Regions from separate parts of the Mus musculus genome. Here all the other regions are linked to region 3. The links are chromatin contacts, called in public promoter capture Hi-C maps. All regions are on one chromosome and are shown on one strand. The core of a region is the stretch at or near the end of the contact, and the rest is flanking DNA. Distances in the headings are between cores, read along the strand shown.

What was found. Promoter capture Hi-C pulls out the DNA fragments that hold promoters and counts their contacts.
Region 1: a contact with region 3 is called in a promoter capture Hi-C map of second pharyngeal arch cranial neural crest. The contact joins the promoter of Casp12 here to the promoter of Gria4 in region 3. A contact is called at or near these places in 8 of 39 promoter capture datasets (the 3T3-L1 cell line, cranial neural crest, embryonic stem cells and 3 more), 2 of 484 Hi-C or Micro-C datasets (both in uterus) and 1 of 115 datasets of contacts at active chromatin or transcription factors (stem cell-derived neural progenitor cells).
Region 2: a contact with region 3 is called in a promoter capture Hi-C map of stem cell-derived epiblast-like cells, with 3 times the contacts expected there. The contact joins the enhancer-like site here to the promoter of Gria4 in region 3. A contact is called at or near these places in 5 of 39 promoter capture datasets (the 3T3-L1 cell line, liver, pre-B cells and 1 more) and 1 of 9 other capture datasets (liver).
Region 4: a promoter capture Hi-C map of embryonic stem cells shows a contact between it and region 3, with 2.5 times the contacts expected there. The contact joins the enhancer-like site here to the promoter of Gria4 in region 3. A contact is called at or near these places in 7 of 39 promoter capture datasets (the 3T3-L1 cell line, embryonic stem cells, hippocampal neurons and 3 more) and 1 of 115 datasets of contacts at active chromatin or transcription factors (neural progenitor cells).

Annotation. Positions count from the first base shown.
Region 1 is chr9:5,344,043-5,346,742 of GRCm38.p6, reverse strand. Casp12 (caspase 12) reads right to left here and starts at 1,267. Exons shown (of 11, transcript NM_009808.4): 1 at 1,218-1,267; 2 at 10-261. The coding sequence starts at 1,224.
Region 2 is chr9:5,527,946-5,530,645 of GRCm38.p6, reverse strand. No RefSeq gene overlaps it. Among named protein-coding and RNA genes, the nearest start is that of Casp12, 180 kb to the right of the region's middle. Within about 2 kb of position 1,420, at least 2 of the 459 cell types and tissues checked have an H3K27ac peak or open chromatin away from gene starts, as enhancers often do. A contact at or near this core is called in stem cell-derived epiblast-like cells, where this site is marked.
Region 3 is chr9:4,794,902-4,797,632 of GRCm38.p6, reverse strand. It overlaps Gria4 (glutamate receptor, ionotropic, AMPA4 (alpha 4)), which reads left to right and starts at 1,399. Exons shown (of 17, transcript NM_019691.5): 1 at 1,399-1,788; 2 at 2,270-2,446. The coding sequence starts at 2,359. Gm46100 (predicted gene, 46100) reads right to left here and starts at 1,329. Exons shown (of 2, transcript NR_165471.1): 1 at 1,259-1,329.
Region 4 is chr9:5,458,668-5,461,367 of GRCm38.p6, reverse strand. No RefSeq gene overlaps it. Among named protein-coding and RNA genes, the nearest start is that of Casp12, 110 kb to the right of the region's middle. Within about 2 kb of position 1,302, at least 7 of the 459 cell types and tissues checked have an H3K27ac peak or open chromatin away from gene starts, as enhancers often do. A contact at or near this core is called in embryonic stem cells, where this site is marked.

The DNA of each region.
Region 1 (2,700 bases), core at 18-2,517, 550 kb before region 3:
ACTACTCACGTAAACTCAGCTGTTCCTGGGAATTGGCAATGTGGCCAGCAAATATTTTTCCTGCCATGTCTGTTTTCTCTAAGAAGTTCTCAACCAGATTCTCAGCCTTGTTCAGGATGAAACTCGCACTTTCCCCTATTTTGAGTAACTCATCTCCATTTAAAACATTCTTCTCCACCAGGTCATCAAAAACCCCATCCAGCATGTCCTTGGCCAAACCTTTGATCTTGTAGATTGGATCTCTTTCATGTGTCCTCCTGGCTGTAAAAATAATATCATTTAGACATGGAAAGGTATTTAAATATGTTTCTGCACTACCAGCTTTCAAATTCAAATACAGACAAGAATCGCCCACATAGATAAATAAACAGGACTGCCTGTAAGGCTTTCTTGGGAATTATACTCACTGCCTAAGGATGGGACCCATGGCCTTTCCTTTTTATAAATGGCTGTCCTTCATTTTTGAGATTATAATATAATTAATCAGGTGACAGTTGAGTGACAATTTGTCTATGAACCCACAGAAGCATTTATATTGCCCAACACATATCAAGTTTGTACAGGAGGAAACATAAGTGGGGAGAAGAGAAACAACTTCATCAGGCGATTCAGCCATAGATACCTGATGTCTGACATTTCTGCAGATCACTCATGACCCTTCCACTTTTGCTCATTTTTGTAAATATCTTAAAAGGATATTTTATTCCATACACAGCATAGTATAACGTGAACACATTACAGCTATATTGTCCCACATTTTGTTTATACTGCCAGTGGTCCTAGAGAGCTCTGTGTAGAAATAGAGAAATCAAACTAGCTGCCTGGCTTGCTGCTGAAAAGTAGTTCAGATACAGAGCAGAAAGATAGAGAAAATGCAAGGTTTTGTTCAGTAGTAAAGTTTCTCATCCTCAGAACAAAACACCCAGAGAGCTGGAGAAAACCTCTAGTCAGTGAGTCAAAGGCAATACTTAAAACACAGGAAAATACTAAAAGGAGGGGTCTAGAGAGATTCATTTTCCTTTCTTTCCCACAGCTGTAAATGCTGAGGATAAATGCCTTTGAGAGTATCTGCACGCACTCTGCTTCAACATGTGCTACCATAGCCTCCCTCCCCTCAACTTACAAACAGCTCTGCTTTGATGAAGCATTGTTATCTCTTCTCTCAGAAATCCATATGTAACTCCCTCAACACAAGCATAAACAAAGAAAGGACTCACCCGCCATGGCTGTGCAGGACTCCTGGACATAAAAAGCATCAAAACCGAAAGCAATCTGAGAAACAGTGTGCCTTTCCTTCCCAGAAACATACCAATGGTGCTGTGTCACTGAAAACACCCGCTTGCCAAATTCTCCTGCTCTTTTCCCAGAAAGTCAACCAGGGCTCTGCTATTATAAGCAGAGTTTCTCTTGACTTTACAAAGTTTATTGGCTGAAAATGTATATTCATGCACAATTCATTCTCAATCTAGTCTATCATTAGCACAATTTCAAAATGCACTCTGAGTTGTTTTTCTTAGCATCTCTATGGTCCTTTACATACAAGACACCATGAGACCATGAGACCGTGACACTTGATCAACCCAGAATGTGTCAATTCGCAGAGCTTCAGCTAAAGGAGATGCTGACTAAGATGCCAAACCTTGATGCTGGTACCACCAATTCAAAACCCAGGTACGTCATCTTGTTTCTATTTCTGAGTCAGCAGGTTTATTTGTTAATTTTAGATATTATTAATCTGGAGACACCAGTGTACACTGTGGTATGTTAAATGCACAGGACAGTCATTTTCTCTAACTTTTGGAAATTTATGGATAAATAATGGCTGTAAAAGTTAAATAAGGGAAATGTTTATAAAGTGGGAAAGAATGTTTATAAAATGGGAAAGAATGCTGTTTTATAGCTGGGCAGTGGTGGCACACAACTTTAATCCCAGCACTTGGGAGGCAGAGACAGGTGGATCTCTGAGTTTGAGGCCAGCCTGGTCTACAGAGTGAGTTCCATGACAGCCAGGGCTACACAGAGAAACCCTGTCTCGAAAAACCAAAAATAAAAAATAAAAATAAAAAAATGCCGTTTTATACTTTAGTTTCATGGTTCAGGATGCTGCATAGTAGAGGCTTTCTTTCTGAATTGTTCATATTCCTCATACAATACTTAATACAATTCTAATGCTGTTGACTTCGTCCATTTGTCTTCTTGTAGTAGCCTTCTTTGCCTTACTGCCCACAGGAGTTAATTGGAGTGAATAACACCTCACCTTCAAAGAACTTGGTACACTTTCAGGCCTGTCTTCACTAAGCCGGAAAGACTTTTCCAGCTTGGAAATCTGAAAGTCCATGTAGAAAATTTGTTGACAGCAAGAGAAAGAGAGTGTCCTCACTTCTTGGCAGAAGAGGAAGCAGAATGTAGTCACTCAGTTGTAATTCTCCTTTTCTGTTTTTTTACCTCTTCAGGACCTCAGTACAAGCGGAAGCACATGTAGGCCCGCTTTCTGCTTCCCACCCCCCTGTAGTATGTCGTCTCCAGAATCTTCCTCAGAATCATTCTTGCCTTAAGGACAACACAGGACTCCCTTAGTACCATCAAAATGCTACCACAGTGCCACTGTCAGACAATTGTATTAGAAATCAGTCAACTTGCTCCTTGAAAACACTATAGTGAAAATATATAGGCTGATAAGTTGAGAACTATCAAGTGTGG
Region 2 (2,700 bases), core at 171-2,670, 730 kb before region 3:
TAAATACTTGGCTGTAAAGGGGCAGTGACTAATTGCACTTTCAATCATTTTTCTTAAGGAGCGTTTGTAACTAGAAAGCTTGAAAAGTTTTAAAGAGTCACATGTGCATAATTCATTTATTTATTAACTAGAAATAAGAGCATTTATTTGTAGCAAATTATTAAGTAAAAGTCCTCAAGAATTAACACTATTATGTGGAAACAAGTAGTAACTGAGGACACTAAAAGGAATTATACATGCACAATTTGTAAGAATACTAAAATATTATCTCTAAACCATAACTGTTATGAATAAAGAACGAGGTTATATATCTAACCTATTTTATATGGACGGCCTATAGACTGTCTGAGATATAAATTTATCCTGGCACTGTTTTAAAAATGTCCAGGCAATTAGGAAAATTTAATAAATGTCTAAAAACCGCCTTCTTAAAAGGACAGCATTTTTTTCTATGAGTTGTATATGCATAAGCCATTGCAAATTTGAGAATTAATAGCATCTGAGGGATGAACAATCTTAAGCAATTGTGAGCTCTGAGATATAACATTGACTATACAAATTAAGGTTTGATTGTTCAGCAATTAAAAACACCATCTACAGCACACAACTAGATTATTTGTGCTGAAATGGGGGAAACTTAAGAGACTAAGCATGTGATCTAATTTACATTTACTTACGTCTCATATTGGAGTTGTTATTAAACACAATAATTGGGATATATGCATGCATGAATTTATAGAAGATATGAAAGCATGTATAAAAACAATTTTAACTTATATTTGGGATATTGATTATTAATCTATTTAAAAAGATGGTATGTAATAGGTCAATTATTAATATTTTCTAATAACCAAATTAATTGCTGTTTGGAACAAGGAACAGACACTTAGGTTTTTAAGACACAATTTTTGTTAAAGGTTTTCTAAAATACACGAATATACTTTACAATCTTTTTATCACAGTGGTTTTAATAGGATGATGAAACTGTGTTTTGAGGTGGGTGCTACCTGCCCCCCCCCCACCTGCCTTGTCATGGCTTTGTGGTCTAGGACCAGACACTCACAGGGTACTTGGGGGGGCGTTTGCTCTAAGTCCTCTTTAGATCTGGCCGCCTGACGCCCTGGATTTTAACTTGCTATTGAGCCCTGTAATTTTGAAATGGAGAAGGCGGTGTGCGCCTGACTCGCCACTATGTCAAGAGTCAGCTCCGGTCCTGGCACTGGGGCAGAACTGGCCTTGTTGCCACAGCCACTTCCGCCACCTCGGCCTTTTTCTCAGGCTAGAAAACTCAAACAAGGGTGGCAGAGCACCCCGGGCCTTAGCTGGAAAAATGTGGCTATTCCAGCGGAGACGGGCAGAGACTATGGGGCAATGGCAGGCAAGGCCCCTCCCTCTGAGTTGGCTACAAGGCCACTCGCGTTTTGGCTGCTTCTCACATTAACACACCCAGGGAAAACTATGTGCCCAAAGGCCCATCCTGCAGCCTCCAGCAGATGCTGGAGCCAAAGAATACAGATAATAAAAGGGAGTAGGAAGTTACAGCAGGCAAAATACTAGAAGTTACCTGACATGAAATAAAGGAATGACTTCAAAAGGATTAACTGGAGCCAGATAAATGTTTACAGTAAGGATAAAGTGGCTCTGCCTAGGGTTAGTTAAGGTTTTAAGTAAACTTCCCTTGAGAGGCATTAGCTAATAAAATACTTTCTACTTAGAAAACAATATACATTGAAAGATTAAAACTTTTGGCTTCTTGCATAGAAGCAGAAATAATAAAAATTTCTTACATAATGTAGATCAATATTTAGCCATATTAGAGGCAAAATATTTTAGTTATTACAAACTCACTAGAAGCAAAACCTTTACAATCATTAAGATGCAAGGAGAGAGAAAAAGAAACAAACTTTTGGATTCAATATAACTATATAAAAGGTAGGCAAAGCAGATTGAAATGCCTTGATAAATTTTATGGACTGATTGACTATAAACTGTGAATTTGAACTTCATTAAAACAGCGTCTGGCTAGATCTCTAAAGAATTATTAAGTTTCTTTCACAACATTAACTTTGGGAAAGTAAAACCCAATTTCAAGATAATTTATTACTTATAGAATCAATATTAGAAGTATTACTATCATATTACGAAGTTTGGCTGCCAATTAATACCTATGAATACATGTAAGCTTTAATGCTTTAATAAAGAGACATTGCTTTAAATCTTATCTTTAATTTTACTTTTTAGGATAGGAACCACATTAATTATTATTTAAACTAGAAATATCTTTAGAGACCCAGCCTCTTGGCCTGCTTTATGCCACGTGTCCGAAGGACTCTAAACTTGAGTTATCAATTTTAAGACTAACCATCTGTAGCAATGTAACAATTATTAATCTTAACCAACAACTTATGAGCTGATTGTGAAAACACACAAAGCATATTACCAACAAAAAGGAACCAAATGAAGCAGTTACATTTAGACCAATCAGAGAATATTAATTTTTCTAGCTACAATCATAGAATAAAGGTACCTTAACATTTGTCAATCACATTAATCACGAACCATTTATCAGCTTTTTTCCCCTGAAACTAAGAGGCTGTAGACTCACCCATTTTTCCTAGCAGGGACCCTCCTGCCATGTGTCTGATTCCTGGTTGAAGCACGTGGCAGCTCTTGGCTTTGCAGATAAAGTTTTTATGTCAT
Region 3 (2,731 bases), core at 150-2,649:
ATTTGATATACGTCATCAGCTTCCCCTTTACACATTTTATCAGACACACTCAGGCACTTGCTTTATTCTTTTAAAAATGTGATAAGAGGTGCTATTCCATTTTCACTAACTTCTTTTTGTTTGTTTATGAGAGTGTAATTGAATTACTACAATTCTCCCTTTCATTGCCTCCCTCCAAATCCTCCCATACTCTAAACCCCTCCCTACTCATCTTAAAATCTATGGCCTCTTTTTCAATTGTTCATGTGATAATATATATCACATGAATATATATATATATATTCATATATATATATATTCATTCTAAATATAAACTTGCTAAGTCCATGAAATATTACTTGTATGTGAGTGAACTGTTTGCCCAAGGACTACCAATTGGTTTGTTATTCTGTGGAAGACAATCTCCCCCACTCCCAGTTCTCCTCAGTTGTCTATAGTTTTTGAGTAGGGTTGAGTTCTCCTAGGCTTCCCTCCTGGACTTTAAACTATATCATTGAAGACCTAGGTTACTGTCATTTCTCCTTAGGACATATTATTTTGTATTGGGATATTAGAAAGCTATCTTCCATATTGTCTACAGGTACTGCAATCACCTCCTTTGGAGGTGTCCCAGCCTCTTCCCATAAAACGACAGCGAGTGAAATGACAGCTTTAAAGGTGACTCTGTGAACAAAGTGACAATATTCCTAAAATCCTAGCTTAATTCCTTTCTACTTTCTTATACAAACTCAAACTAACTTGCTGACTTCATCTGCAAAAGCCATGCCTTCTTGGAGGTGACTGTAAGTAGAATGAGTTTTCCAAACCCCAAGCAAAGGAGATGTGTATGGAGAACACATACACAACAACACACACAATACACTCACCACGACACACACACACACACACACACACACACACACACACAAAATGCAGGAAAGCATCCTTTTGGGTAAATCACTGAATAGAAATGAACTGCAGCCTTTAAGTAGTTTTCTTAATTTATACTTCTCAATGTTAATTCCTAATTCTGCCTAGTGCCCTTTAAAGAACATACTAGAGGTCTCTGAGTGTGTCTTGCTAACCACCACCACCCCTCTGGTCTCCTCTTCCTCCCTTGCCCACCCCCTCACACACACCTCCCTTTTCTATCCTGTAAACTTCTCTGACTTTCACTACCCTTACCTCCTACCTCCTCCAATTCTTCCCTTCTAGACCCCAGCCTCATCACCTCGGGGCTGCCTTGTCCCCCTCCTCGCTCCTCTCCTTCTCTGAGTACCTTTACCGCATCCATCCGCATCAAGGGCTTTGCAGATTCCCCTGGTTGTTTGCTGGTGAGAAATCTTTGCTGCAGTTGCAGCAAGGAAGTCTCCCCTCGCGTGCGCGCGCTCGCTCGCTCGCGCGGGCGCGCAACCCAATAGCAGAAGCGGACTAGGCTGGGCAAGGCTGAGAGGAAAGGGCTGGGAGCCGGGAGGCAGCTTGTCCTCCCGCGAGCCTGCAAGGATGCTGCAGGGGACTGAGACCATGGGGAGGTGCTAACTTCCTCTCCAACCCCCCAGCCCGGGATCCGGGCTGGCATACCCGGCCCCCCGGGGTAGTTTCCTGCCAAGCTCAACCAAGAATCCAAAGGCGACTTGGAGGGCATAAAAAGAAAAACACTGGTTCTGAAGAGGGGCCCCCACCTCCAGAGCCGGTTCCTCGGCAAACGCGCGGAAGGTAGGAGGAAGGGGATCAGATACTGGAGACTGTACGCCAAAACCCCAGCCTGAAGACTCGCTCCAGAGCCTCCCTGAAGACCTGGGCGATCTGGTGAGTACAGGCTGGGGGAAAGGGAATGGGAGGCGAGGAGCAAGGGGCAAGGGGTGAGGGGCCGTGGTGGGAGTGCGCGCTCCGGTACCGAGGCACTGGAGGCGCTCAGGGATGCTGTAGCCCGGGCGGGGGTCGGCTGTGAGCTGCAGAGCGCGTGTGGCGCCCGCAACCGTGTGGATGTGAGCAAGGGAGCGCAAGGGAGCCACAGACAGAGCGCATGTCTCATCTCTGTGAGCAGAGCAGCAGCTAGACTGGCCACCACCATCTTCTGCATGAACATTATCAGCAGGACAGAAAACCTCCCCCAGGGCTATGGAGACTGCGGGAAACATCTGGCAGCTGGGGATGGATTGTTGAGGGAAAGCTGTCATAACCTAAAAGCACCCAAACCTTTTCTTCTCTCTCTCTCTCTCTCTCTCTCTCTCTCTCTCTCTCTCTCTCTCTCTCTCTCTCTCTCTCTCTCTCTCTCTTTGAATTTTAGCGCCATCATCTTCAATGCCTCTCTGAAAATCATTTAGCAAGAGTGAGAGAAAGAGAGGAGAGCGCGCACCAGGGAGAGGAGCAAAGAAGATGAGGATTATTTGCAGGCAGATTGTCTTGTTGTTTTCTGGATTTTGGGGACTCGCCATGGGAGCCTTTCCGAGCAGCGTTCAAATAGGTAAGAAGAACTGGGGAAGAGGTGCATGTAGCTGATGTGAGGTAAATGAGTTGCAGATAAGGAATTCTATGGAGGAGCTTTCCCTTTTCAAACAGACCTTCTGGGTGCAAGTTCAGGCTAGCACACCCAACCCTGATTCAAGTTCCTTCTTGCTCTACAGTAGGTTAAAGTAGGAATGAAAGAAGTTGAGGAAGGAGAAAACAATAAACAAACAAACAATCAAACCTTCATGGACTTTGATTGCATTTTATACTCGTTTTCTTTTAATCTCGTTTTCGTAGAACA
Region 4 (2,700 bases), core at 53-2,552, 660 kb before region 3:
AGAGGATATTTTACTGAACAGAACACCAATGACTTTTGCCCTAAAGTCAATAATAGACAAATGGGACCTCATAAAATTGAAAAGGTTCTGTAAGGCAAAGGACACTGTCAATAGGAAAAAATGGCAACCAGCAGATTCAGTAAAGATCTTTGCCAACCTTATGTCCAATAGAGGGCTAACATCCAATATTTATAAAGAATTCAAGAAGTTAGACTCTAGAGAACCAAATAACCCTATTAAAAAACGGGGTACATAAATAAAGAATTCTCAACTGAGGAATATCTAATGGCTGTGAAGCATCTAAAGAAATCAACATGCTTAGTCATTAGGGAAATGCAAATCCAAACAATCCTGAGATTCTACCTCACACTAGTCAGAATGACTAAGGTCAAAACTTAGATGACTACAGGTGCTGGCCAGGATGTGAAAAAAGAGGAACGCTCCTCCATTGTTGGTGGGATTGCAAGCTGGTACAAGCACTCTGGAAATCAATCTGGCAGTTCCTCAGACAATTGAACATAGTATTACCGGAGGACCCAGCTATACCACTCCTGGACATGCACCCAAAAGATGCTACAACATATAACAAGGACACCTACTACACTATGTACATAGCAGCTTTATTTATAATAGCAAGAAGCTGGAAAAAACAGAGTTGTCTTTCAACAGCAGAATGGATACAGAAAATGTGGTGCATTTACACAATGGAGTACTGTGATGGATTGTTGGGAGCCATTTAGGCAACGCTATTGTCCTGATCTCTGAATTGGGCCTCTCCCCCCGAGAAGAAAAAAAGGGGTCAAAAGCGGGCCACGGACACATGGATTCCGAGAACTACGGGATGTTCCAGCCCTGGGTCATCTCCTGACCACACCCTGACACCACCAAGTTCCTGCTTCCCCGTGTAGCTGTCAAAAGAAAGAATTTCTATTGCCCCCCTCCCACTGATAAATACTTCTCCTTTTGCTTGTATTGCCCTACCCCTCCCACTGATAAGTATCTGTACTTCCCTCTTTGCTTGTGCATTTAAACCTTGGACCTTTCTCAATACATTGGGGTCTTGATACAACTTCAGAACGGTTTCCGTGTCGTTATTCGTACAAGACCCTCGTCTCTCTCTACCCCCCATTTGGTTATTAGGAGGAGGTCCCCTCGAGATCCTCGAATAACTGGACCTGCTGGACGGGTCAATGGATAGCCCTGGGGTTGCTTGTATTTTGATGCAAATTCCTGTCTCCTGCTAGGGGCTGCAAATAAGGAATGAGTCATGCCCTTAGGTGCCTTCTTGGGAACCATCCCCTAATGAATAAAGGGTCCAATCACTGGGCAAGATGTAGCTTCAAGTGTCTCCTGATTTCAATGGCAGATCTGCCTGGATTTGCCACTGAAGCTTTAGATTTAATAATACTTACAAGATTAGGATTTTAGTTGCTGCACCCATCGACTGAGTTATCACAGTTTCTGACCTAAGTTTGTGTTGTGTTTTCCTTCACACAGCCGCTCTTCTGGGTTCAATAGAGAAAAGGTACTTCTGCAAAGTGTGAGTTTTCCTGAAGTGCACCACAAAGGCCAGGAGGGATTTGAAGCACAGGGTTGGTGTGGTAATGGCCCACCATTGGGAATGTAGTGAGCTGGTTGGAGGCCTTTTGGAAACTCAGGGCCCGAGAGTCTCCACAAGATAAAAACAGGTTGGCTATTGCCCTCCAGTGCATAGCCTGCCAGGCCACCAGGGCAGAGTGTTGCTGGACTCAAGCGCGGGAATGTGCAGGTTTATTTTTATTATTTCTCACATCAGAGTACTGCTCAGCTATTAAAAACAATGATTTCATGAAATTCTTAGGCAAATTGAAGGAACTAGAAAATATCATCTTGAGATGGTACACATGGTATGCACTCACTGATAAATTAATATTAGCCCTAAAGTTCAGAATACCCAAGACACAGTTCACAGACCACATGAAGCTCAAGAACAAGAAAAAAGTGATGATGCCTCAGACCTTATTAGAATGAGGAACAAAATATTAATGTGAGGAAATATGGACACAAAGTATGGAACAGAGACTGAAGGGAAGACCATCCAGAGACTGCCCCACCTGGGGATTCATCCTATATACAGACACCAAACCCAGACACTATTGCAGATGCCAAGAAGTACTTGCTGGAAGGAGCCTGATATAACTATCTCCTAAAAGGCTCTGCCAGAGCCTGACAAATACAGAGGCAGATGCTTGAAACCAACCAATGGACTGAGCAGTGTCCACTGGAGGAGTGAGAAAAAGGACTGAAGGCGCTGAAGGGGTTTGCAACTCATAGGCAGAACAACAATATCAACAAACTAGACCCCCAAGGGCTCCCAGGGACTAAGCTACCAACCAAAGAGTATACATGGAGTGACCCATGGCTCCAGCCACATATGTAATATAGGATGGCCTTGTCAAACATCAATGGTAGGAGAGGCCCTTGGTCCTGTGAATGCTGGATACCCCAGTGTAGGGGAATGCCAGAGTGGGGAGGAGGGAGTGATTGAATGGGTGGGGAGCAACCTCACAGAAGCAGGTGGAGGGTGAATGGGATAGGGAGCTTACAGAGGGGAAACTGGGAGATGGGATAATATTTGAAGTGTAAATAAATAAAATATTCAATAAAATGGGGGGTGGCAAAGCACAGAGGTCATATAACAAAAAAAGGCAGACAGACATA